Linked DNA regions of Mus musculus: regions 1, 2, 3, 4, 5 and 7 are each linked to region 6. The links are chromatin contacts, called in public Hi-C, HiChIP or PLAC-seq and promoter capture Hi-C maps. All regions are on one chromosome and are shown on one strand. Each heading gives the region's core, a stretch centred on a gene start, on an enhancer-like site or on the middle of the called end of the contact. The rest is flanking DNA. Distances are from core to core; before and after follow the strand shown. Region 1 holds the start of Eif2b5 (eukaryotic translation initiation factor 2B, subunit 5 epsilon). Region 2 holds the start of Klhl24 (kelch-like 24). Region 3 holds the start of Abcc5 (ATP-binding cassette, sub-family C (CFTR/MRP), member 5). Region 4 holds the start of Dvl3 (dishevelled segment polarity protein 3). Region 5 holds the start of Eif4g1 (eukaryotic translation initiation factor 4, gamma 1). Region 6 holds the start of Senp2 (SUMO/sentrin specific peptidase 2). Region 7 holds the start of Abcf3 (ATP-binding cassette, sub-family F (GCN20), member 3).

Region 1 (3,197 bases), core at 140-2,639, 1.5 Mb before region 6:
CTTCCTCCGCCTTAAGCTTGATTTATAAACTGCGGCCACGGCTTCTTTTACCAAAACCTGCTGCTCCACTTCAGTCTAGCCTGAAAAGCTTGCTACTACGCCCCAGTCCTACCCAGTTTACTCCTGCTCTTAGATCCAGCCTCATCTGGGATAACGCTTGTGGAACTGAAAGACCCACAACGTGAGGACTCCCCCACGTTCTGACTCAGGAGAGGCGACACCCCAAAATCACCAACGAGAAACGGTCTTGCTGCAAATTGCAAGAGGATTTTTATTCAAGAGCGCTCTCGGGCCCACGGTCATACACCACGCAGGGGTAGAGGACTGTGGCGCCCCGAGTAGCTGGATAAGGGGGTATTTAAAGGAAGGAACCACAACTCAAGGAGGTGGGAAGGGCGTTGTTGGAAAATACCAAAAATACCAGTTAAGAGTCACAAGGAAGTACAGAGTCACAGGTGTCACAAGGAATACCTGGTAATTGTTAACTCTCAAGACAGTTTCTAAGAGCCCCTAACGATAGCACATTTGCATTGCAGGTTCCAGCAATGGTCAGAGTGGGTCAGGGTGACTTTCTTTGAATTAACACTCTTTGAACCCAGGAAGCCGGTGGGTGGAGGAATGTCGCTATCTGTTTTATGATTAGCATACCTTGGAGCACTGAGTTTACTACTCTTTCAGAACCATGGGAGTCAGATGAGCTCCAGCAGCAGTTTTTCCACTCACTAGTTGGGCGTGCTCCCTTGGTTCCGATTTGAGGGTTTAAGAAATGCCTGTCGCTCTAGGTCGTATTTCTGGCAAGGGGGGAGGGAGCACCCATAATAGGTGTGTGTTCAGTAAAAATCTACAGCCTGCCTCCATGTCCAGTATTTGTGCAGATCGTGGTTTCCCTCCCAAAGATGCCAGATCCCCTTAGATTACTAGACTGCAAGTGGGGAGCTTCATTTTATATTTAGATTTATGTGGATGAGTGTTTTCCACAGGCATCCAGTGCCCGGTCGAAAGTGTGTCGGACACCCTGGAATTGCAATTGTGAATAGTTGCTTGCTACCACGTGAGCGCCAGGCGCAGAACGTGGATCCTCTGCAAGAGCAGTAAGTGCTCTTAACTGTTGAGTGATCTCTCCAATCCCTGAGAACTACAAATTTTATCCTACTCTGGGCAGAGGAGCTGTAGGCTCCTGCCCAGCGATCACAAGCCTATCCAGCTCGCTGCCTTCTTAGCTTGTCCAATCCAACAGCACTCACTGACTAAGTAGACAACGGTGGGATCTCACCCCTCTGGGGTGCATACACCTCCCAGTAGCACCTACTGCGGTCAGCCACGCCCTGGTCTTGCACGGGGTGGGTGGGGTCTGCTGGTACACACATGCGCATTCCTTCCTCTTTCTCTCCCTGCAACTACACCTTCGCGTTTTGACTGTGAGTCCTTTTTGTCCCCTACTGCGTGCCGTGTGACTTCCCGGCGGACGTGCTGGCTGCGAAGCAAGATGGCAGCCACTGCGGCGGTGCCTGGCGCTGCGGCCGGCCGAGCGAGCAAACGCGGCGGCGGCGGCTCGGGCGGCGGGGGAACCCAAGGTGCGGAGGAGGAGCCGCCGCCGCCCCTCCAGGCAGTTCTAGTGGCCGATAGCTTCAACCGCCGCTTCTTCCCCATCTCCAAGGACCAGCCTCGGGTGAGCACCCGGCTCGCGAGCAGTCTGCCGGCCTCGAGGGTAGCGGGGCCGCAGGTTGCCACTGCAGCTGGTTAGTGAAGCGTGCTCTGGAAGTTACCCTCAAGTTGAGCTTATCTGGTTAGGAAAAGGTGGAGAGACCGACTGAAACCTCGGAGGCTGTCCGATCAGATGAGTAACTAGCACACATGGATTCTCGCAGGGCTATACACCCAGCCTTGGGAAGGATGGAGAGGGCTGTGTGTAGAATCAATGCTTGAAAGAAGGCTTCCCCGGGGGATTTAGTAGCACAAGAGGGGCCTCCACTGTCTTTAACCTTGCAGGACATGGGCAATTTAAAGAAATTGCTTTAGATAAAGGCAATGGTAATATATTCCTAAAGGAAAAAAGGCTAGCTCTCAGCAGGCTGTTTTCCTCCCATCTGCTGAAAGGGGACCCCAGTGGGTTGCCATCAGTCTAGGAATTACCTAGACATAGGAAATAGGCATTGCGCTTGCAGACTACTGGGTCGCTCAGCAATCCATAGTTCATTCAAATAGGGATTTGCCTTTGACTTAAGAATTCCTAATAGCCGGGCGTGGTGGCGCACGCCTTTAATCCCAGCACTCGGGAGGCAGAGGCAGGCGGATTTCTGAGTTCGAGGCCAGCCTGGTCTACAAAGTGAGGTCCAGGACAGCCAGGACTATACAGAGAAACCCTGTCTCAAAAAACCACAAAAAAAAAAAAAAAAAAAAAAGAATTCCTAAGGCTAACGACTGTTCATTTTTGACAAGTGTTTGAATGATTTCTGTGACTCTTAGTGGCAATAGAACAATAGAAGGAAATTCTATGAAGAAGACCTTAGTGCTTAGAGTTCTAGAGCTATGACTTAGGGCCAACATTTGTCCTTAATGCCAGCACTGGGCTCCTAGAACATGTTTGTGTCTGATACCATGCCTACTAGGCTCAAATTCCAGAGCCTTAGACTGACCCTTAGAGCCTGTTTGCTTTAGAATAAAAGGATAAAGTCGATTATAGTGTCTGCAAACCAAAGTATACCAAAGTATAATCCTGACTTGAAGATCTCAGACTTTTTCTTTCCTGCCCTATAGGTCCTCTTGCCCCTGGCCAACGTTGCGCTAATTGACTATACTCTGGAGTTCCTGACTGCCACGGGTGTACAGGAAACATTTGTCTTTTGCTGCTGGAAAGCTGCTCAGATCAAAGAACACTTACAGTAAGGCTTCATAATTTTTCCTTTCCAGGATTCTCCGTCTTTTTTCAGTTCTTCCAGGATAGAGTTGATGTGAGGAGGAGAACACTGAATCTGTTCTGAGCTCCTGTGAGGTTTAGTGTTCTCGTCACGTGTCCCGAGGTAAACTGCTGCAGCTTCCTTTGCCTTGAGGTCCCAGGGACCAAAATTAAAGGCTTGCCTGTGATTTTGAGTCTTTCTTTCTTTTTTTAATATATATTTTTTATTACGTATTTTCCTCAATTACATTTCCAATGCTATCCCAAAAGTCCTCCATACCCTGCCCCCCACTTCCCTACC
Region 2 (3,252 bases), core at 79-2,578, 1.9 Mb before region 6:
TATTTAAATTTTAAATTTTTAAATAAATAGAGCTGAAGAAATGACTTAATGGCTAAGAGCACTTATTGCTCTATCTGGATTTCAGCTCCCAGCACCTGCAGCTCCAGGGGGACCCAATGACTCTGATCTTTACCAGCACTCAGATAGCCAATACAGACACACACAAAGAATTAATAATAATAATAATAATAATAATAATAATAATAATAGACAATTTAAAAAGAATTCTAGATAGTTTTCCTTCAAGTTATGTATCTTGTTTAAATCAATTTGTGGAGAAGAGAGGGGAAGAGAAGGAAGGAGGAGGAAAAGAGGGGAGGAGGGGAAAAGGACGAGGGAAGGAAGGAGAGAATATGAAAATAAATCTTCTTGCTTTGACAAGAGAAAACCAAAGAAAGGACTCTCTAAGCTGATAGCACCAACTGGTCAAGCCAGAGTGGCAAGCAGTTTTACTGCAGGCCTAGCCATAAATCTTAGAAAAGTCAAAGAAAGGTCCCCCCCACTCCACCCCCCACCCCCGCGCCCCAGGAAGTACTCAGTAGGCTTTTTTTAAGTTAATAGAACATGAAAAGGAGACCTAAAAGCTTATCAAATGGCCTGCCTGTCAACTCTGCTCCTCTCTCTCTACCTTGTGGCAACACATCTAATTTTAACGGAGGCAAGGCTGTCTTAATGAAGTGCAGAAGGAAGAAGTACGTAACTTTTGTCAGAAGCCAGAACTATCCAAACATTTTCAAGAGCAGAGGACGGCCATCCTTGAAAAGGAATCTCCTAGAAACAAAACATCTTGAAGAAGATTCCATGTGCCTCGGAAAATAAAGGTTTGTTACAATTTTTGTTCAACTCCTGCATCTGATTAAGACAAAAATTAAATTAAATTTAAAAAGTAACTGAGGCTCTGATAGCGACCTTGACAGATTTACAAAGAAAGCGTCCTCTGCAATTATGACCAGGCTTCTAGTACACTCCACCTCTCAGGCCCTCTGATTTCCCAAGTGTGTTAGAACATGGTAATTAAAACAAGCCTTATTCCAAGCTCTAAGGTTGGCTAAGTCCTGGTCTTGTGCTTTGGCTTTGGGATGTAAAGGGCTCTTTGAAAACAATCAACATACCACTTCTGTCTTGATCAAGATGCATTCCTTTAATCTTATTCTACCTTAAATAAATGTTTGGAATTAGCAGCCCGGGGTTGGGTTTCCGCCCTCTAGCGGAACCCAGATGGCCTGAGAGCCCACCGGCAGTAAAAACTACGTCTCCCAGAATGCTCCGGGAAGGCGGATGCCTCCCCCCCATTGGCCAAGGGTGGGTGACGCTAAGTGTTTTGGCTCGACGGTCACATGTTTCCTTTGTTGTGAGCAGTGGCAGAGACTGGCGGTGGCTCGAGGAGACGCCGGCGCAGCAGGGACGGGGGTCGCCGCTCGTGCCGCTTCCAGCCTGCGCCGAGAGGTACCAGGGTGGCCGCTCCAAGCGGCATGCGACCGCGGCGCTGATCCCCGGCACCGGCGGGAGGGAGGCGAGGTCCCTGGCTGCCAGAAGCCCGATGCGGCCTCGGGCGTGGGGACAGGGCAGGGACGAGCCCCGCGGCAGCAATACACTTAGGGTGGAAGCGGCCGGAGTGTTTCGGCCTCGGACCTGGAGTTTCCGTGGGGTGACCGTGAGTGCTGTCGCCTAGCACGGATAAGGATCGGGGTGCTGGGGCCATAGCAGCCAGCAGCACAGTTGCGAAACATGCGGGGCGTGGTCACCTGACCGTTACCCGCCCCCGCGAAGCCTTTGTTTACCGGGAGCGCGGCCTCGGGCCGTCCCGGGGGAGCCCCCACCCGGCTGCCCGCTTCCTTCTCAGGGCCCTCTGCTTCTTAATTTAGTTCCCAATGTTCCCGCCCCCAAGCCCTGGGCACCCGAGGCGAAGATCGTTCGGGCGGCCGGGATTGGGCGCTGCAGGCGGGCCGGGCCGGCGAGTTCCGAATTTTTATTGGCAGGGGGTGGTAGGTGGGTGGCCCGTGCCAGGCAGTCCCGCCCTCGCCTGAAGGTGACCTGGAGGACGCGGGCGCCGAGGGAGGGGAGCAGCGGGGCGGTGGGTAGGAAGGGGGCGTGCCCTGCAGAGGCCAGGGGGTGGGGGCTAACCCGTAGCTCCTGGCGTAGGACAGCGCGCAGCTCTGCGAAGTTGCCCTTGCCTGCTCTGTCCAGCCTTAGGTAGTAAAGGATGACCCACAAGGCCACATTTGAGAAGCTTCAATATCAGCTCTAGCGGATTTTAATCATGTCAATTTTTTTTTCTGTTAGTGTTCTCAGCTGACACCTGGCACAACCACCAGATGGTTGATGGTTGATAATGGTTTGGTGTTTTGTTTTTCTTTATTAGGATTTAATATGTATCCCTTGCCACTAAAAATATAAACGGTGGCTTTTACCTTTAAAAAAAAAGATATTTTGAGGTTATTCACCTAAAAGTTTTTTGGTTTTGGATTTTTGAATGAGCTTTCTTAGTTTTCCCTTTTTGGGGCACACAATTTCGTGTATTAATCTCCCAGGTAATTGAGAAGTTTCTGATAAGTGAGTTGAAGGTGTGTTTGGAAAACTGTACATTAAGATAACCGAAAGCCCAGTCATTTCCAGACGGAGGATATTAAAGGTGGTTTTCCAAATCTCTTAAACTTATGGTGCAGCTAGGTTTTGTCATTTTATCTCAGAAAAGTTGAGTTTCTTCAGTAAAGCAGGTATAATATACTTAATAAAGCAGCCTTAATATACTTTTTAAAGATTTATTCTGTGTGGGTGTTTGACCAGCATGTACCCACCCACCTGTGTTCGGTGCCAACGAAGGCCAGAAGAGGGCGTCAGATCTCCTGGAACTGGAGTTCTAGATGGTTCAAGTTGTCAGCTGCCTTGTGAGTGCTGGAAACCAAACCTGGGTCCTCTGCAAGAGCACTGCTAAACCATCCTTCCAGCCCCTCTTAATATTAAAAATCCAAGTACTGATGCCTGTTAGAATAAGAAGTTGTCTGATCAGGACACATAGTCACTCGTATACTAAGGTTATTCAGATCTTAACATATACAAATGCAACCCAGTATACTTTAATAAGAACTACCTACCATTTGATAAGTTGAGTTTCTTTAAACAAAGCTTGTGACTTAGTCTTTAAACAGGAAGAAGAAAACAATATTCTGAGAGCTATCAGTTATATCTTAAACTTTCCTGGCTTTCGTCCAGATTGCCAAAACCTTAATGCTTTTCCGGTGTGCTTTTTAA
Region 3 (3,288 bases), core at 50-2,549, 1.6 Mb before region 6:
TCCCCAGCCCTGCCAAATCCAAAGGAAAGGGTGTGTGTATCAGGACTAGGAAAACCTGGCATATTTTGGTTTAAGCCAGCACTATAAAGGGAGAAAGAAGAATAAACAAAGTGGGGACTCTCACATTAGTACCCCGACTCAAAACTGACAGGGTTGGGGGCCACCTGGTTTTGCTCTAAAATTCTCTTTCCAGTGAAGAGGGGTGGATGTGACGATTCTGCAGGGGGGAGGGGCATTGTGTAGGCCTGGAGAACTGTAACTAACCAGGTTGGTGTTTCCAAGTTCTGTTATCGCAACATCTCTCAGGTTTTAGGCGCCTCAGGAAGCTCCTTCAGGCCCTGCAGCTACTGGAAGCTACTGGAAGCTACAAGGAAGCTGAACCACTTATCACGCCCCCCCCACCTCTCCCCCAGGGCCCACCTGTGCCTCCAAGCTCCCTCACCTGTCACTTACTCCAGAGACCCCAGTAAAACCCATCCATTTCTCCCTTCGGAACTCAAGACTTCCCCGGTCATTCCTGTGCCCACCTGCATCGAGACTCCCACATCTGTACGAAAACACCAAATCCAGGTGTTATAAACACAAAGCCACTAGCTCCTTTGCGTGTCAGCACCGAAAAGGACACTGGTGACAGAAGATCTAGGCTCCCATCTCTACCTCGGCTTCGCTGTGTGTGCTGATGCCACGTACCTCCACATACCAGTAGCAAAACAAACAAACAAAAAACAAAACAAAACATAGATAATGACTTACGTAGTAAGTGGCTGACAGCCTCCAGTCCCGGAGGGAGGTTGGGGCTTCTCTCTGGACAGCTCCGCCACCCGGCCCTAGGGCGTTCCCATGCCAGCCCCGGGCCTGCGAGCACAGGCTCCACGACCCACCCACAGCGAACGCAGCTCCCCCTGGTGGCCGCGCGGAGAGTGGAGCCGGCCGTGACCACCCATCAAACCTCCCCTCCTGCCTTCTAACATCTAGACCTCCGCACAGCCCGCGAGGTCGCCAACAAGCCGGGGACCGCGCGAGATCGGAACGAGACAGGCCCCGTTTCTCCCGTCCGAGGCTTCCCACCGCCCACCCCGCCTTGGAGAGCCCAAAGAAGTGAGCCCGTGACAGCCTCCGACACTGCATGAAAAAGGCGTGAACCGTCACCTACCTGCACCCCAGCCTCCCCACACGAGAGCAAACAGCCCGGGCACGCTCGCGAACATCGGACCCTGAGCAAAACAAGCCTTTATAGCGGCATAGTCCCCCACAACGCGCAAGCGCGATGCACAAAGCTTGCGCAAGACCGAAGGGAATCGTAGTCCCTCATCCGGCAGCCCCCAGCGCCGCACACCGCAAAAGACTACGTTTCCCAGAAGCACCGCTGGTGCCCGGGATGGGGTGCAGGCTGCTCACAGTACCCGCGCGCATCTCGTGCTGCCCCATCCTTCCCCGGTTTCTGATGCCCAGTCTGGAACCTTCTCTGCCTTAGTCACGGGGGCTGGGCAGGCGGGTCGGGGTAGCCGGTGGCGCTGTATTCTCTGACAGCCAGAGGTTCAAAGTCAGGAACTTCCAAATCTATGCGGCGGTTCCACGTGCCAGAAAACATCGTGAAGGTCATCATAGCCTGCTTCTGTCCAGCCCCAACTCTTAGCTGTGGTGTCACTTAATGGGTGCATGAGTCCTCCACGTTCTGCATGAATGGTACCTTTGGATCTTTTCTCTTACCCATCTATCTCAGCTTCTTGACTTCTAAGTAGTGAAATGCCAGAATCGCAATTTCCAAAGTGACAAGGGATGTCAAAATGATATACTAACTAATCAATCTATTTTTATAAATAAATGTAAAGCTCCCGAGGCATTAGTCGTTTTATTTTTTCTATTTTATCTATTTTAGTATCATAATATAAAGACTACTCTATTGCATGCCTCCCAACCTTTAAACTACCCGGGGCTTGTTTATGGTTACCCATTTAAGGGATTTAAAAAGAAAGTAAACTGGATTGTCCATCATACAACTACCTAGTTAGCTACTGTGAACACTAATGTCATAAAGCTGGACTTATTGACAGGATGTATATTTGACACACAGAAAGCTCAGGAAGATAGGCAGTGTTCAGAGCTGGGCTTTCAGGAAGTTGGATCATGAAGACTCTGAGTTAATGAACGGTTTAATATTGACTGATTGTTCCATGTCACTATTAGAAGCTAGTAGAATATGAGGACTTGGAGGCTTGTTAAAGGAAGTTGGTCCCTGGAAGTATACCTTTGAGAGATGTGTGTTACCCCTTCCTGTCATGATGTTCAGCCTTGTGCCGAGCACACACTAACAAAACCAGTTCACCATGGATAAAAACCTGAGCCAAAATAAGTATTTTCTCCTTTAAGTTCATGTTTTCTCCGGTATTTGTCATATTGTCATAATAACAAAAAGCTGATTATGTTTCACTATTTTAAAATTAAGATATATATTGTTGGGGTCAAGGAGTCGCCAGACAAACCACCAAACACTGATCTCAGGCAGACAGGGATAGTTTATGGAGCGTATGTCCTGGGACTGACTGATCAGGGTCAAAGACCAGACTCAGGAGCTGACTGCAACCTCGAGCCAGAATCTACAGAGCTTTTTAAGTCTGAAATCCACAAACATCTGTGTCAAGTTCTTCCACCAATCAGGATTTAGGGATAAGGACTTCCTCTGGAGCAGGTCTTTGTTGTACACGTATCCTGTTCCCATTGGTTGGGGGATCAACTTGCATTGCCTAACATCCATGCCTTAACTTGCCAACCAGGATATCAGTTACCCATGTCCATATCTTTTTCTGCCATGTAGGATGTCAAACCCCAAAGAGTTCTTAGGAATTTAAAACTATTAAACCCCTACTCAAAATGGAAGTCTTATTCCAAATAACTTCTTACATTGGTGCAGGAGAAGCTTATAAAAGCAAAAACCATAAAGGCTCATTCACCAGTGCGGGACGTGCTTGCTGTAGCTAACTATACAAAGCAGTTCTTACTGACCTTTGTTGTGATTGGTTTCCAAGAGCATCAAAGCACATAACATAATAGAGTATGAGCCGGGCGTGGTGGCGCACGCTTTAATCCCAGCACTTGGGAGGCAGAGACAGGCAGATTTCTGAGTTCTAGGCCAGCCTGGTCTACAGAGTGAGCTCCAGGACAGCCAGGGCTATACAGAGAAACCCTGTCTCGAAAGAAAAAAAAAAAAAAACATAACAGAGTATGCAATCAACTCGTGCATGAGAAAGTTTCCTTGTAACAGTAATAACAACATAAAGTGGCTGGACC
Region 4 (3,535 bases), core at 558-3,057, 1.5 Mb before region 6:
ACAAGTAATATACCAAGCTTAGCAGTACTTTTACTGTCAGTGTTAAGTACTCTCGACTTAACAATCATGGCTTCAATATTTTAAGAAAGTAAAAGTGGGAAGTTAATGGGCAATGTCTAGAATGTGTAAATCAAGAAATAAGCCAGGCATCACATGCCTGTAACCCCAGCCACTCCAGGAGTGTACAGGCAGGAGAGTAGAAAATTCAGGGTCATCCTGGACTCTGTTTTTAATATTAGGGCGGGAGAAACAGCTCAACAGTTAAGAGGGCTTGCTGTTCCTACAGAGTTTAGTGTCTGGCATCTCAGCAGGTGGATCACAGCTTCCCGAAACTTTTTTTTTTAAGATATATATTGTCACTGTCTTCAGACATCACTGTCTTCAGACATACCAGAAGAGGGCATTAGATCCCATTACAGATGGTTGTTAGCCACCATGTGGTTGCTGGGAATTGAACTCAGGACCTCTGGAAGAGGTCTTAACCACTTAGTTCTCTCTCCAGCTCCTGTGACTCTAATTCCAAGAGACTGACACCCTCTCCTGGTCATCTCAGATACCTATAATCTGTGCAGGGGGTAAAAACAAACCTTGAAAAGTTTTAATGCATTTTATTTATGCACAGACATTATTTGGAGAAAAAGATTAAATGAAGGATATAAACTGAAAACATGTAACTGCTACTGAATGCTTTCTGCTTATAATAAAAAAATTGGTTATGATGTAATGAGAAAAAGTCTAGAGAGGTATATAGATGTCAGATTATTAAGGGCCTTGTGTGTCATGTTGAGGGTATATGAAAGTCATATTGGGTAATGTGAAGAGGTTTCTGGGCAGAAGAGGTGACTGAAATGCAGGCATGTAATCAGAGAGAGAACTCAGAAGCTTGAGGCAGGAGAATTGTCAGGAGTTTCAAAGCCACACCTGACATACATTGTTACAGCTGAGAAGCTGAACCACCAACTGACTATAGGTAGTTTTGACATCTACTGTCCCAATCATACAGGGTTTCTCTGTTTAGCCCTGGCTGTTCTGGAACTTGCTCTGTAGACTGGCTGGCCTCCAACTCAGAGATTTGCCTACCTATCCAGTGTTTGGACTAAAGTAATGTTCCACCACACCTGGCTGCTTGCATTCTTTCTTAACTCAAATTTTTTCTTTTCTCTTTCTTTTGTCCTTTTTTTCCTCTTCTTTTCCTTTCTTTCTTTCTTTCTTTTTCTTCTCTGTATTTCTCCCTCTCTCTAAGAGAGGAGTTCCCTCCATAGTCCTGCTGTCCTGAAGCTCTCTGTAGGCCAGGCTGGCTTAAACTCACTGAAAGACACCTGCCTCTCTCTCCTGAGTGCTGGAATTAAAGGTAAGCGCTACCACACCCACTCAGTCCATTTCTCAAACTACTTGTTCATAGAGACGCTGAGATTATAGGGATAAAAACTTGAACTTGCTCAGCCCTCAAGGAACTCAGTACGGTCCGGTGGCAGCAACTGTGCTGTCAGCAGAATCCAAAAATCCGAGTTGAAGCCACCCGGCATCCAGGGATCCAGTTAGGTCTTCAAATCCATTCTCTTCTGCAGTCGGTGACACTTCTCTTCCATCCCTCCCCTCCTGCCCGGGACCCTGCACACGGTTCCGCCAGTCCCACCGGGCTGAGACTTCCAGGTCCAGCTGCCTGAACCCGGAGCACAGGGGACCCAGCGCCGCCCTGTGGGTGGGCGGGCAGTCGGCCGCAAGCAGCCAGCGCGGCTCGGAGGCGGGGCGGGGCCGCACTGGGCTCGGCCCAGAGCCGGGAGGGCCCAGGCCACCGGAAGAGTCGCGATCGCCAGCGGAGCGCCGGGAGTGGGGAGCGGAAGCGGTGGCGGGCGGCGCTGGGACCCGGGAGCGGCCGGAGAACAAGGGAGCTGGCGGCCCGGCCGGCGGCTGAGTGGGGCTGAGCAGCGGGCCGCGCCGAGCGCCGAGCTCTGCCGGAGAGGCCCGGCCCCGCTGCCCAAGCAGGCCGCGCGCCGCGGGGCCGAGGCCGGAGCCATGGGCGAGACCAAGATCATCTACCACCTGGACGGCCAGGAGACGCCGTACCTGGTGAAGCTGCCCCTGCCCGCCGAGCGCGTCACCTTGGCGGACTTTAAGGGCGTTCTGCAGCGGCCCAGCTATAAGTTCTTCTTCAAGTCTATGGACGACGATTTTGGGTGAGGATGGCCCCCGCCCCGCCTCCCGGGAGCCCGGGTCGCTCCGCTGCTAGGGGCCAACACAGCCAGTTCCGACTCCCCTGACTGCACTGGTTTCTAGCCCCGCTTCCAGCAAGGGAGCGACTCGGTGACTTGGGACACACTTGACTTTGAGGGACTCCCAGTCACCTCTTGGAGGCCTTGCCCCCCTGGTCCAGCGAGACGTCCCTCCCTAAGCAATCGGTTCCTACCATTCAAGCCCCCTCACCTCCCCACGGTCCAGCGGCCCCCCCCAGAGACATACATCCTTTCCACTCCAGTCCAAAGCCAGAATTCTCAGTCCTTCCAGGTGCCACCATTTAAGCATAAAGTTGGAGTATATTGACACCCGGCCTGCCTTCCCGGTCTTCTGAGCTCTGCAACTCAGAGCCTTATTTGGAGTGTGCTGTATCTAGGGCTGTAGCTGGTGGGACTTTGAACTGGAGAAGGAGGCGTTGGGGGCTGTTCTACCAGGCTGGATGATGGACCTGATGTTTGTCAAGCAGATTCCCCTCTCCCCTGGGCCGATGGGGTGTTGCCTGACTCAGAGGAGTTCTCACTAGCCAGGTGCTGGGGCCTTTTCTTTCCTGATGGTAGTCCCAGCAGAGATGTTGCATAGGGCTTCAGAGCCTGGATGGGAAGACTAGGAAGGGCCTATTGATGTTCTCTCTTGTCTTCCCCTCCCTACCCTGCTGCAGGGCTTTTGATGGGCAGTTTGGAAGCTGGGACTGCCCCTTTAAGAGAGGTTGGAATGTTGGAGCCTGAGGGTTTTGTAGCAGCTGGCCTGAGAGGGGGGTGGAGGGGGAAGACACACACACACACACACACACACACACACACACACACCCCTCTCCAAGGGGCTGAGGCTTGCCTACATTAACTGGACGGTCGGCCTAGAGGCTATGGAGAACACACACACACACAAACACCCTACCCCTCCCTGGGCCCTTCAAGGCCTGAAGGTCCCTCTGATGCACTTGCCTGAGGCCTGCACTGTGCTTGCAGCTGAGGCCCCAGAGCTGGGTGAGGGGAGATATCCCACCACCACCCCCAACCCCCCGCCCCCTGTGTACATTAGTCTGGCTTCTCTCCCAAGGCCTGCCCTCCCAGCCCCAGGAGGCAAGCACCTTCTGTCTCCTGCCGGACTTATTTGTCATTTTCTACCCCTGGAACTCAGCATTCGATGAATTCTTAGAAGTGTTTGTGTGTGTGTGTGTTGGAGAGTGGAGAATAGATCTATTACTGATTCTGTTCTTGCCCTGGGATGAGACTCTTGTGTGATAATGATTGTCTGGCTTTAGTCTAGAATAGGCAAACCTGGTTGAAAGACCCTGAAAATG
Region 5 (3,087 bases), core at 554-3,053, 1.3 Mb before region 6:
TCTTTGAACTCTTAAGAGTCTGCCTCTGCTTCCCAAGTGCTGGAACTAAAGATGTGTACCATCACATGCTTGAATTTTTTTTTTTTTTTTTTTTTTTTTTTGGTTTTTCGAGACAGGGTTTCTCTGTGTAGCCCTGGCTGTCCTGGAACTCACTCTGCAGAACTCAGAAATCCGCCTGCCTCTGTCTCCCAAGTGCTGGGATTAAAGGCATGTGCCACCACTACCTGGCACATGCTCAATTTTTACCTGAGCTGTCTCTCCAGCTACTGATTATGGTGATTTTTTTTTTTTTTTTGGACTGGTTGTTTTCTGTTACTGCATATTGAACCCAAGGTCTCCCAAATGCTGGGAAAGCACATGACCACTGAGGACTCAGGCCATCTAGAGGATCCTTGTGCCCGCATTTGCCCACCCTGTAGCCTTGCTTTCTTGGTAGCACAGTGATGAAGTTTACATTATTGCCCCCCTCACTTAGGTCACCAATTCTGTGATATAATGCATGCTAGGAGGTAGCATGTGAGAGGGAGAAAGGCCAGTGGGAAAGGCTCTGCTACCTAACTAAATGCTCAAATGCTCAGTTCAATAGAGTACAACTCTTTTTTTTTTTTTTTGGTTTTTCCAGACAGGGTTTTTCTGTAGCCCTGGCTCTCCTGGAACTCACTCTGTAGACCAGGCTAGCCTCAAACTCAGAAATCCACCTGCCTCTACCTCCCAAGTGATGGGATTAAAGGCGTGCACCACCACAGCCTGGCTATTTTTTTTGTTTTTCGAGACAGGGTTTCTCTGTGTAACCCTAGCTGTCCTGAATTAGCTCTCTACACTAGTCTAGCCCTTAATTCACAGAGATTCTCCTGCCTATGCCCCTGGAGTACTAGGATTAAAGGTGTGGACTACCACCACCCAGTTCAAATTTTCCTATTTTTAAAATTTAAATATTTACGTGTATGAATGTTTTGTTTTCATATGTCTGTGCACTACATGCATATGTGGTGCCTTTAGAGGGCAAAAGAGGGCAGAATTCTAACGAATCAGAGTTACACACAGACATGAACTGCCTTATGGGTTATGGGAAGTAAACCCAGATCCTCTTGAAGAGCAGGCAATAAAGAGCAACCAGTGCGCCAACCATTGAACCATCTCAGAAATCTTCAAGATGTGGTCTCTCTGTAACTCTGGCCGTCCTGGAGCTTGCTTTGTAGATCAGGCTGGCCTTGAACTCAGAGATCTACCTGCCTATCTTTCTGGAATGCTGAGATTAAAGGCGTGGCTCGCCACTGCCTGGTGACATTTCCCTACTTTAAAGCTTATGGTAACTGATTCCCTGCCTTAGCCAGTCAGCACACGTACAGCTTTGGGATTCCTTTTTCCATTATTCCAAAGTTTTCATGTTGACTTTTGCGTTTCCCTAGGAGCAACTGATTTTTTTAAAAAAACAAAAGTAAAATTGCTTCTTTAGATTGCGGCAGTTTCTTTGGTGCAATATTGAATTTCCTTTGTTAATAGGTCTATCAAAGATCAAATCTATAGCATTTTCAGAGGCTGCATAATTTGCACACTACACTTACTAGGGCAGGACTGCTTTTTAGATTCCGCACTCTGAGCTCCAGGCCGGCACTTCACTTAGCACTCACGCGCTCAATAAATGCTTGCGCAAAGTATGAATGAACTAAAGAACCGCCAGAGCCTCAGAGGGGGTCGGCCTGGGAGTTCCAAAGTTCGGGAGGGGACACGGGGGCGGGCAGTGGGTGTCACGTGATGGGGCGGAGCAAATCCCATGTGCTTCCCCGGCGCCAGCGCAGCTCCGCCCTCTGCGCCGGTCACGTGGGGCGCTGGCTGCGCCTGCGGAGAAGCGGTGGCCGCCGAGCGGGATCTGTGCGGGGAGCCGGAAATGGTTGTGGACTACGTCTGTGCGGCTGCGTGGGGCTCGGCCGCGCGGACTGAAGGAGACTGAAGGTAAAGCCGCCATGTCCGGGCCCGACCCGGCCCCCCACCCCTCCCCCCGCATCCGCCGCCATCCGGGCCGGGGCCCGCCACCCTGCGCCGACGCCCCGGCGCCCCGGCTCCGAGCCTGCGCCCAGGCCCTACTCGCCAGGCCGATCCCCGGCCCACGTGTGCCGGGCCGGGCCCGGGTGGGGGTGGGGAGCAGGGCCCGGGCGGGGAGGGCGCTGGGGTGGCGGCGAGACAGTCACCTCCGCCCGGCCTGGGCCGCGGCCCGGCGCAGGCTGTGCGGCGCAAACCCGCCACCCCCTCCCCCTGCGGGGCCCGGGCGGCCGCCGGGAAGTGACACGTTGTTCTTTGGCACTGGCCGCGTTGCGCAGAGCTGGGAGGCGGCGGCGGCGGGCAGGGAGGAGCCCCCAGCCCCGCCCGGCGGCCGACCCTCGCCTGCCCCGAGCCGGCTTTCGCGGCGGTCGCCGCCCGCCCTGCTGGTGCGGCCGGACTCGCGCCCTTCCTGGCTTGTGTTCCCGGGCGGCCTCAGGCCTCTCCGGCCCCGCGCGAGTGCCCCGCGGCAGGCTTCGAACCCGGTGTCCCCGGGTGGGGGGTGGGGATATCACGGCCGGAGCAGCCGGCTTCATTTGTGATCCGGGAGCCTGGTGCCAGCAAGACCTGGAATTTCCGGTCTGGTTGGTCTTGGGCCCCGTGGAGCCAGGTTGATACCCCTCACCTCCCAACCCCAGGCCTTCGGATGCCCAGAACCTGTAGGCCGCACTGTGGACTTATTCTTAACCGAGGGGGTGAGTGAGGGGGCTGTTTGAGCAGGCAAGGGTGGGGTCAGGGTGTTGCAGTGTGCTGGTGGGGTCCTCAGGCTGTATGTTTTCTGTTTCTGCATTCACTTGGCACCTCCCTTAATCCGTGTTGGCCCTAGCTCTTGATACAACCTTTCCCCCAGCCCGTTTGCCATAAGCTTGGGTCCTTTCCTCGTTCCGAGCTCTGCTCTTTCCAACAGGTGCTGGGGGGACCCTAATGTGGCACCAAATGAAATGAACAAAGCTCCCCAGCCCACAGGCCCCCCACCCGCCAGGTCCCCTGGACTCCCACAGGTAATCAAGGCTAAATGATCAGGACTCCGGCGGGGTGGAGGTCACGCAG
Region 6 (3,093 bases), core at 207-2,706:
AGACCAGGCTGGCCTCTAATTCACAGAGATCCACCTATCTCTACCTCCCAAGTGCCGGCATTAAAGGCATGTGCCACTATGCCCAGCAGTGACTGTTTTTGTTTTTGTTTTTTGGGTTTTTGTTTTTTGAGACAGGGTTTCTCTGTGTAGCCCTGACTGTCCTGGAACTCAGTCTGTAGACCAGGCTGGCCCTTGAACTCAGAAATCTGCCTGCCTCTGCCTCCCAAGTGCTGGGATTAAAGTCATGTGCCACCACCGCCCGGCTTTGAGACTGTTTTTAATACTTCAAGGGACTGCACTCCCAGACATTATGCTTAAGTCCATAGGAGATATTATTTAGACATTTATTTCTAATGGTTTTCCTTTAATCCCAGCACTCGGGAGGCAGAGGCAGGCAGATTTCTGAGTTCGAGGCCAGCCTGGTCTACAAAGTGAGTTCCAGGACAGTCAGGGCTATACAGAGAAACTCTGTCTCAAAAAACAACAACAACAACAACAACAAAACAACAAAAAGGAAGAAAGAAAGAAGAGAAGAGAAGAGAAGAGAAGAGAAGAGAAGAGAAGAGAAGAGAAGAAAAGAAAAGTGTATACATTCCCAGAGAGGATAATGAGAATTGATTGCTACCTGACAGCTGAGGGGAAGAGACAAGCTGATTAGAAAAGGCCACAGGAATCATTCAGTCCCTGTTTCTCGGAAGCTTTTCCTAAGAAGTCGTGTCCGTCTGCCCTACTCACTCCCCAGCATCTGGTTTAACTTTCTCTAGTTCCATTGCGCATTACAATCATTTATCACATAAGCAGGTGACCTTGTATTCTAATTTATAAGTATCTATGAAAATGTCTCTCCCAGTAAACTTGCACGTATGCGTGCGGAATGAGCCCTAATAGTTAGACTGGCTCAAATGCTAGTGGTTAGCTCCATTTTCTTAGGCACATGGTTTAATTGCTATATACCTTTGGTTTTTATGACATTCCTAAAATTCCCCACTGTGTCCGGTTGCTGTAAACATGACGGCAATCCGGGTAAAGTATTAGACCAATGTATATACAAAATAAAGCGCAAACCCTTACATACTCATTAACTAACCTGACCTATTTTCCACCCTGCGCATTCTTTTACAGAACCCTCCACTGTCGGGTTGCTTGGGTAGCTCTCCCGGCCCAGCATCGATACACGTGGTTTGGGTCTGTGGGCCTTGTCCCGAGATCGACTCCTGACTGGCTCTGCCAAAGAGAAAGCCCCGCCCTTCGGTCTGCCAGTCAGACCCGCGCAAGAGCCCGCTCTCCCCGTCCCGCTTCCTGTTGCTAGGCTTACAAGGAGCAGGCCCAGACTGCGCATGCTCAGACTCCGGAGGCCGCTTTCCCGTTGGGCGGAAGAAGGTGACGTCAACGGCTTCTAGAGAGTCCTCCCCTAGCCCGGGGAACGTTAAATCTGTGGGCCCTCTGATGGCGTCACAAGTCCGCGCCTGATCCTGGCTACGGCTGAAGCGGCGAAGGCGGCAGCGGCAGCGGCAGCGGCAGCGGCGACGGCGGCGGCGGCGGCGGCGGCGGCGGCGACAGCTCTGGGGTTCGCGTCTCGGGGTGTGTCGGCCGCCGCTGCTGCTCAGGCCTGGAATGTACAGATGGCTGGCTAAGGTTCTCGGCACCATTCTTCGCTTGTGTGAGCGGCCCGCGCCCGGGGCCCGCGCCCTACTCAAGAGGCGGCGCTCCAGCAGGTAAGGTGGCCGCGCGCCGGTCGGGTCCCCTCCCCCGCGCTGGCGTTGGGCGCCGCGGGCCTGTGGGAACCGGCGACTACGGGACCGCGGAGGCCTGGGGAGAGTCCGTCCCTCTAGCTGCGAGCGGAAGGGGAACGGGAGGCCGGCGATGTGCTGCTCGCCGGATACGGCTCCTGTCGCCCGGTGTCGTCGCGGGCGGACAGCGCAGGAGCGAGTCACTAGGTTAGGAGTTTGCCCGTAGTCGTTTGACTGCGAGTGCTGTTGTCTTCGCACCGAGGAACAGCAGTTGTCTTGTTCGACAGCAACTGTCGGGGTGTGTGTGTTGGGCTGCAGGGGAAGGGAATGGTCCTGTTCTTTAACATCCTTGTAAGAGGCAGAAAGTATTTACGTACCGCACTCTTGTAAGATTCGGTTAAAATTAGAAGGAAATGACAAATATTAGTACTTAGCATCTACTCCTTTATTTACTTTACAGTGTCTTCCCTTTTAAGGGTTTATCTAGAAAACAAAATATTCTACAACTTCTATACTCCCCCCTGTCTCCCACTCTTACATTCTCCCTCCCTTTCCTTCCTCTGCTATGTCTACTTCACTTATTATTATGATGATGGTGATTATTTTTGTTTCCAGGTCAAGAGAAGTGGACAAAAGATTGGATTAGGGGAAGTAGATCAAAATGATTCATAGATGACTCCAGGAATGTAGGTCATTGGTGAAACTGGTTGTTCGCTAAACTGTAGCATGTAGTCCCATGGCTTCTACAGTTCCATGGGGTTCAGATAAGAATCGGTTAAGATGTTATAAAGTTCTCAAACTGATGCTTATGTAAGAATAGTTTATTCTCCCCCAACTGGATCTGGTGCACAATGAAACTGCATATTTATCGAACAGGGACTGGTGATCGCCTCACATTTTCATTCATAGTCCCTCGGAGTCAGCAGTATGCCGACCCAAACCTGAGTGTGGATGTGTCCTGGCCAGCCTTGACTTCTAGCTGCTTTCTGTTCTTTACTACATTCGGGGGCTCGTGGGTTATTTTGTTTTGTTTTGTTCTTTTGTTTTTTGAGACAGGGTTTCTCTGTGCAGCCCTGGCTGTCCTGGAACTCACTCTGTAGACCAGGCTGGCCTCGAACTCAGAAATCGGCCTGCCTCTGCCTCCCGAGTGCTGGGATTAAAGGTGTGTGCCACCATGCCCGGCTCGGGGGCTGGTGTCTTAAAAGATACTTTTTTCTAGGAACTAGAGCTGTGCCTTAGGGGCGGTGTGCTTGTCTGTCGTGCCTGTCCTGTCTTCAATCCCCAGCCCAGGGTATAGGGGTCGGGAGACATTTAAGCAACACCATTGCCAACTCCCAACTACTACCTTATCTCTTAAGGCTGC
Region 7 (3,231 bases), core at 116-2,615, 1.5 Mb before region 6:
CTCCTAAATGTATTATACACATATGGGTGTACTCAGTAGCTTACTGAGACCAGAGAATTGAGTACTCAGTAGCTTACTGAGACCAGAGAATTGAAACAAGGTTTCAAATGGCCCCAGAATGGCCTGGAACTCATTTTGTAGCAGTGGGGTGACCTTGATTTTTTTTTTTTTTTCTCCTTAGGTTTTTCTCTTTAACCCTAGTTGTCCTGGAATTCTGTAGATCAGGGTGGCCTTGAACTCAGAGATCTGCCTTTTTCTGCCTCCTGAGTGCCGGGATTAAAGGCTGGTTCCATCTAAGTCCAGCAACCTTGAATTCTTGATCATTCTATCCCTGCCTCCTGAATGTTGGAGTTATTGGCATGCACCGCACCCAGTTTTATGAGGTACCGGGGATCAAACACAAAGCCTCAGGGTAGACAAGCATTTTACCAACTAATCTATAACCTCAGGCATGCTGATAGCTTTTTTAAACTTTAACACCAAGACTGGCAGCTCCCCATTGCAATAATGCTTAAGCTGGATGAATGGGCAGTCGAGTGTTGTCACATGCCTTTAATTCCAGCACTTTGGCGACAGGCAGGAGGTTCAGTTCTTAAGTTAGCTTAGGCTCTCTAGAGAGATTGTCTCGGAAATATAAACGGGTGTAATTTGAGCGCATTGGAATAAAGTTGTCTAATTTTGCAAATTGAGTGTGTGTGTGAGGTGTATCTTTTACAGACACTTGAGATCTGCTTTGTCTGTAGACCCAGGATAAACAATGAACTTATAAAAGGGCTTGTTCAGGTTTTCTGGCAGTGGGTGATGTGCCTTGGGGTGGCAGAACTTCATTCTCAATGACCCAGTTGAACACCTATGAAGTGTGAAGGAACTGAGGACAGAGCAAAGAGGCAAGCAGAAGTGTGCTCCTCACCCAGCTGATTCAACTAGCAGGACTAATTGAAACTGATCCACTCTGGACCGAGAGTTGGCGTGAGTCAGCAAAACGCCAAAGGTGGGCGAGCAGCAGCATGCGCCTGCGGGGAAGGTATCCAAGCTGTAAAGCGACCCCCTCCCACGTTAGCCCGTGTCTAGGCATTTCTCCCCTCGCAACACCTCCCGTGCTCCCCACTACGATAAGCCTCGGGCGATCCTGCCACGCCCCTCGATACAACCTCCACTTTCCAGAAGGCAGCGAAAACCCGCACAGGTGGTAGACGTAGACGGGAAACTGGAACCGCGCAGGCGCGGAAGCTGCCACGCCTGCTGGACTCCGCGGCGCTTGCGTCCCGTTCTACTAGACCCGCCCCCTGGACTCACGCAGACTCTGCTTTCTTACGTCAACCCTGCGCATGCTCCTTGGGATGAGGGGTGCGATTTCGGGGTGGGGAGGAAGGGCAGGGAGGCGGTCCTAGGCCCAAGTCTCACCACGACTGCGCAGATTGGATCCCGAGTGAACATGGCGACTTGCGCTGATATCCTGCGAAGCGAGTTCCCTGAAATTGACGGGCAGGTCTTCGACTACGTGACCGGTGAGCGAAACTGAATTAACTGCCTGGGGAGGCCGAAGTGGAGGTTGTGGGGAAAGACTGAGGGCGGACAGTGCAGCAGACCGCTATCTGGTCTCTCTGCGTGACCTCTTATCTTGAGGGCCAGTGGGGTCTGGTGCCCCGAGTGAGCTGTACAGACACTGAAACTGCTCCTATATCCGCCCTACCCGTTGTCTGTCTTGTTCTGCGGTACCCGGCTCAGGTGTCTTGCACAGTGGCAGCGCGGATTTCGAGTCTGTGGATGACCTGGTGGAAGCTGTCGGGGAACTATTGCAAGAAGTGTCCGGGGACAGCAAGGATGACGCTGGCATTAGGGCTGTCTGTCAGCGCATGTACAACACTCTACGCCTGTAGGTGCCAAGGGAATGAAGTTGATGGGCAAAGAGAGGAGAATGGAGAACAAACGAGGGGGAAGGTCTGAAGGCTGTAAATCTTTTCTCCCAAGTGAGTGCTTTCTCTCTACCTACATAGGGCTGAACCGCAGAACCAGGGAAACAGCCAGGTGCTACTGGACGCCCCCATCCAGTTGTCGAAGATAATGGAAAACTATGGTGAGAGTGAGGGGAGATTGAACTAGCTGCCTTCTGCCTCCACCCCCAGCCACCACCTCGCTGCAGCTCAGGTCTCTCCATCTCAACAACAAGGCTTGTAGGAGCTAGCGGTATTTTTGTGACCATAAAAGCTTGTGATGGAGAACGGGGCCTGGAGGGCTCTCCAAGCTATTGTCTGTAGTAGGAGGCATACAGACCTTGAAGCTGGTTTTGCCAGTTTCGTACCTTAACCAACAGCGTGGTCTTAAAAGAGTACATTGGGCTCTTCTTAAGTGTGAGATCGTTTTGCCCTTTACTTCAAGGCTAATAACTGTCCATTTCAGTGTTATAATGCTATCTTTAAAACTATCCTTGGTTCTTGTTAGTCATTCAAAGTCTTCATTTCCCTTCTCTCATGGAGAAGGTGACTGCTTTTCTTATCACTTACAGACTGTGACACCAAACTTCCAGGACTGCTAAAGAGGGAACAGTCCTCGGTGAGAAGTGGGAAGGGGCTGTGGTGGGTGTGAGAGTTGACCGTCTACTGAATAGTGGGTGTATCTTTGGGCGAGATTTCTGGTGTGTCTTTCCCTGCGTGTTTGCTTATGTAGCGTCATGGGTAAGTTTAAGGGTTTGTTTGCAGTAATCTCTGGAGTTCCTTTTTGAACCTGTACCCTAGTATGAACTGGTTGTGTTTGGAATTCACTCAGACAGTAAATGCGAAGAAACTAGAGAAGGCTGAAGCTCGACTGAAGGCAAAGCAGGAGAAGCGTTCAGAGAAGGAAACACTGAAGACCAGCAACCCTCTGTGAGTTTGGGAAGAAGGGCTCTAAGCAGGAAGCAGGGCAGATTCTGGTATTGAAGGACTTTCGGGAGCCCTAAAAGCTGTCTGTTTCTCTTTTAAAAAGAGTCTTGGAGGAGGCGTCAGCTAGCCAGGCAGGCAGCAGAAAAGAGAGTCGATTGGAATCATCTGGCAAGAACAAGTCCTATGATGTGCGAATTGAGAACTTTGATGTCTCTTTTGGTGACAGGTGAGGGAATGGCCAGTGGCAGGATCTTTCTAATTAAAGGAGAAGGAGCTGTGTTTCTAGATGATTCTTCATCTCTCTTTCTTACCACCCCTTCAGGGTACTGCTGGCTGGAGCAGATGTAAACTTGGCATGGGGCCGACGCTA

The links. Promoter capture Hi-C pulls out the DNA fragments that hold promoters and counts their contacts. A called contact is a pair of places that touch in the nucleus more often than the background predicts. HiChIP or PLAC-seq counts read pairs in DNA pulled down with a chosen protein or histone mark.
Region 1: a contact with region 6 is called in a promoter capture Hi-C map of liver, with 7 times the contacts expected there. The contact joins the promoter of Eif2b5 here to the promoter of Senp2 in region 6. A contact is called at or near these places in 2 of 39 promoter capture datasets (liver and pre-B cells).
Region 2: a promoter capture Hi-C map of neutrophils shows a contact between it and region 6, with 4 times the contacts expected there. The contact joins the promoter of Klhl24 here to the promoter of Senp2 in region 6. A contact is called at or near these places in 2 of 39 promoter capture datasets (liver and neutrophils).
Region 3: a promoter capture Hi-C map of pre-B cells shows a contact between it and region 6, with 4 times the contacts expected there. The contact joins the promoter of Abcc5 here to the promoter of Senp2 in region 6. A contact is called at or near these places in 3 of 39 promoter capture datasets (hippocampal neurons, liver and pre-B cells).
Region 4: a contact with region 6 is called in a Hi-C map of B cells, with 7 read pairs. The contact joins the promoter of Dvl3 here to the promoter of Senp2 in region 6. A contact is called at or near these places in 2 of 39 promoter capture datasets (liver and pre-B cells) and 1 of 484 Hi-C or Micro-C datasets (B cells).
Region 5: a contact with region 6 is called in an H3K27ac HiChIP or PLAC-seq map of thymic regulatory T cells, with 8 times the contacts expected there. The contact joins the promoter of Eif4g1 here to the promoter of Senp2 in region 6. A contact is called at or near these places in 2 of 39 promoter capture datasets (liver and pre-B cells) and 1 of 115 datasets of contacts at active chromatin or transcription factors (thymic regulatory T cells).
Region 7: a contact with region 6 is called in a promoter capture Hi-C map of liver, with 2.0 times the contacts expected there. The contact joins the promoter of Abcf3 here to the promoter of Senp2 in region 6. A contact is called at or near these places in 4 of 39 promoter capture datasets (liver, neutrophils and pre-B cells) and 1 of 9 other capture datasets (adipose tissue).

Annotation. Positions count from the first base shown.
Region 1 is chr16:20,497,428-20,500,624 of GRCm38.p6, forward strand. It overlaps Eif2b5 (eukaryotic translation initiation factor 2B, subunit 5 epsilon), which reads left to right and starts at 1,390. Exons shown (of 16, transcript NM_172265.2): 1 at 1,390-1,669; 2 at 2,758-2,882. The coding sequence starts at 1,487.
Region 2 is chr16:20,096,226-20,099,477 of GRCm38.p6, forward strand. Klhl24 (kelch-like 24) reads left to right here and starts at 1,329. Exons shown (of 8, transcript NM_029436.3): 1 at 1,329-1,446.
Region 3 is chr16:20,425,095-20,428,382 of GRCm38.p6, forward strand. Abcc5 (ATP-binding cassette, sub-family C (CFTR/MRP), member 5) reads right to left here and starts at 1,300. Exons shown (of 30, transcript NM_013790.2): 1 at 1,154-1,300.
Region 4 is chr16:20,515,179-20,518,713 of GRCm38.p6, forward strand. Dvl3 (dishevelled segment polarity protein 3) reads left to right here and starts at 1,808. Exons shown (of 15, transcript NM_007889.3): 1 at 1,808-2,177. The coding sequence starts at 2,017. Gm16618 (predicted gene, 16618) reads right to left here and starts at 2,602. Exons shown (of 3, transcript NR_167658.1): 1 at 2,461-2,602.
Region 5 is chr16:20,670,924-20,674,010 of GRCm38.p6, forward strand. Eif4g1 (eukaryotic translation initiation factor 4, gamma 1) reads left to right here and starts at 1,804. Exons shown (of 33, transcript NM_145941.3): 1 at 1,804-1,953; 2 at 2,945-3,038. The coding sequence starts at 2,979.
Region 6 is chr16:22,008,028-22,011,120 of GRCm38.p6, forward strand. It overlaps Senp2 (SUMO/sentrin specific peptidase 2), which reads left to right and starts at 1,457. Exons shown (of 17, transcript NM_029457.3): 1 at 1,457-1,715. The coding sequence starts at 1,615.
Region 7 is chr16:20,547,238-20,550,468 of GRCm38.p6, forward strand. Abcf3 (ATP-binding cassette, sub-family F (GCN20), member 3) reads left to right here and starts at 1,366. Exons shown (of 21, transcript NM_013852.2): 1 at 1,366-1,508; 2 at 1,729-1,876; 3 at 1,998-2,077; 4 at 2,507-2,553; 5 at 2,767-2,864; 6 at 2,965-3,087; 7 at 3,184-3,231. The coding sequence starts at 1,436. It also overlaps the pseudogene Gm15760.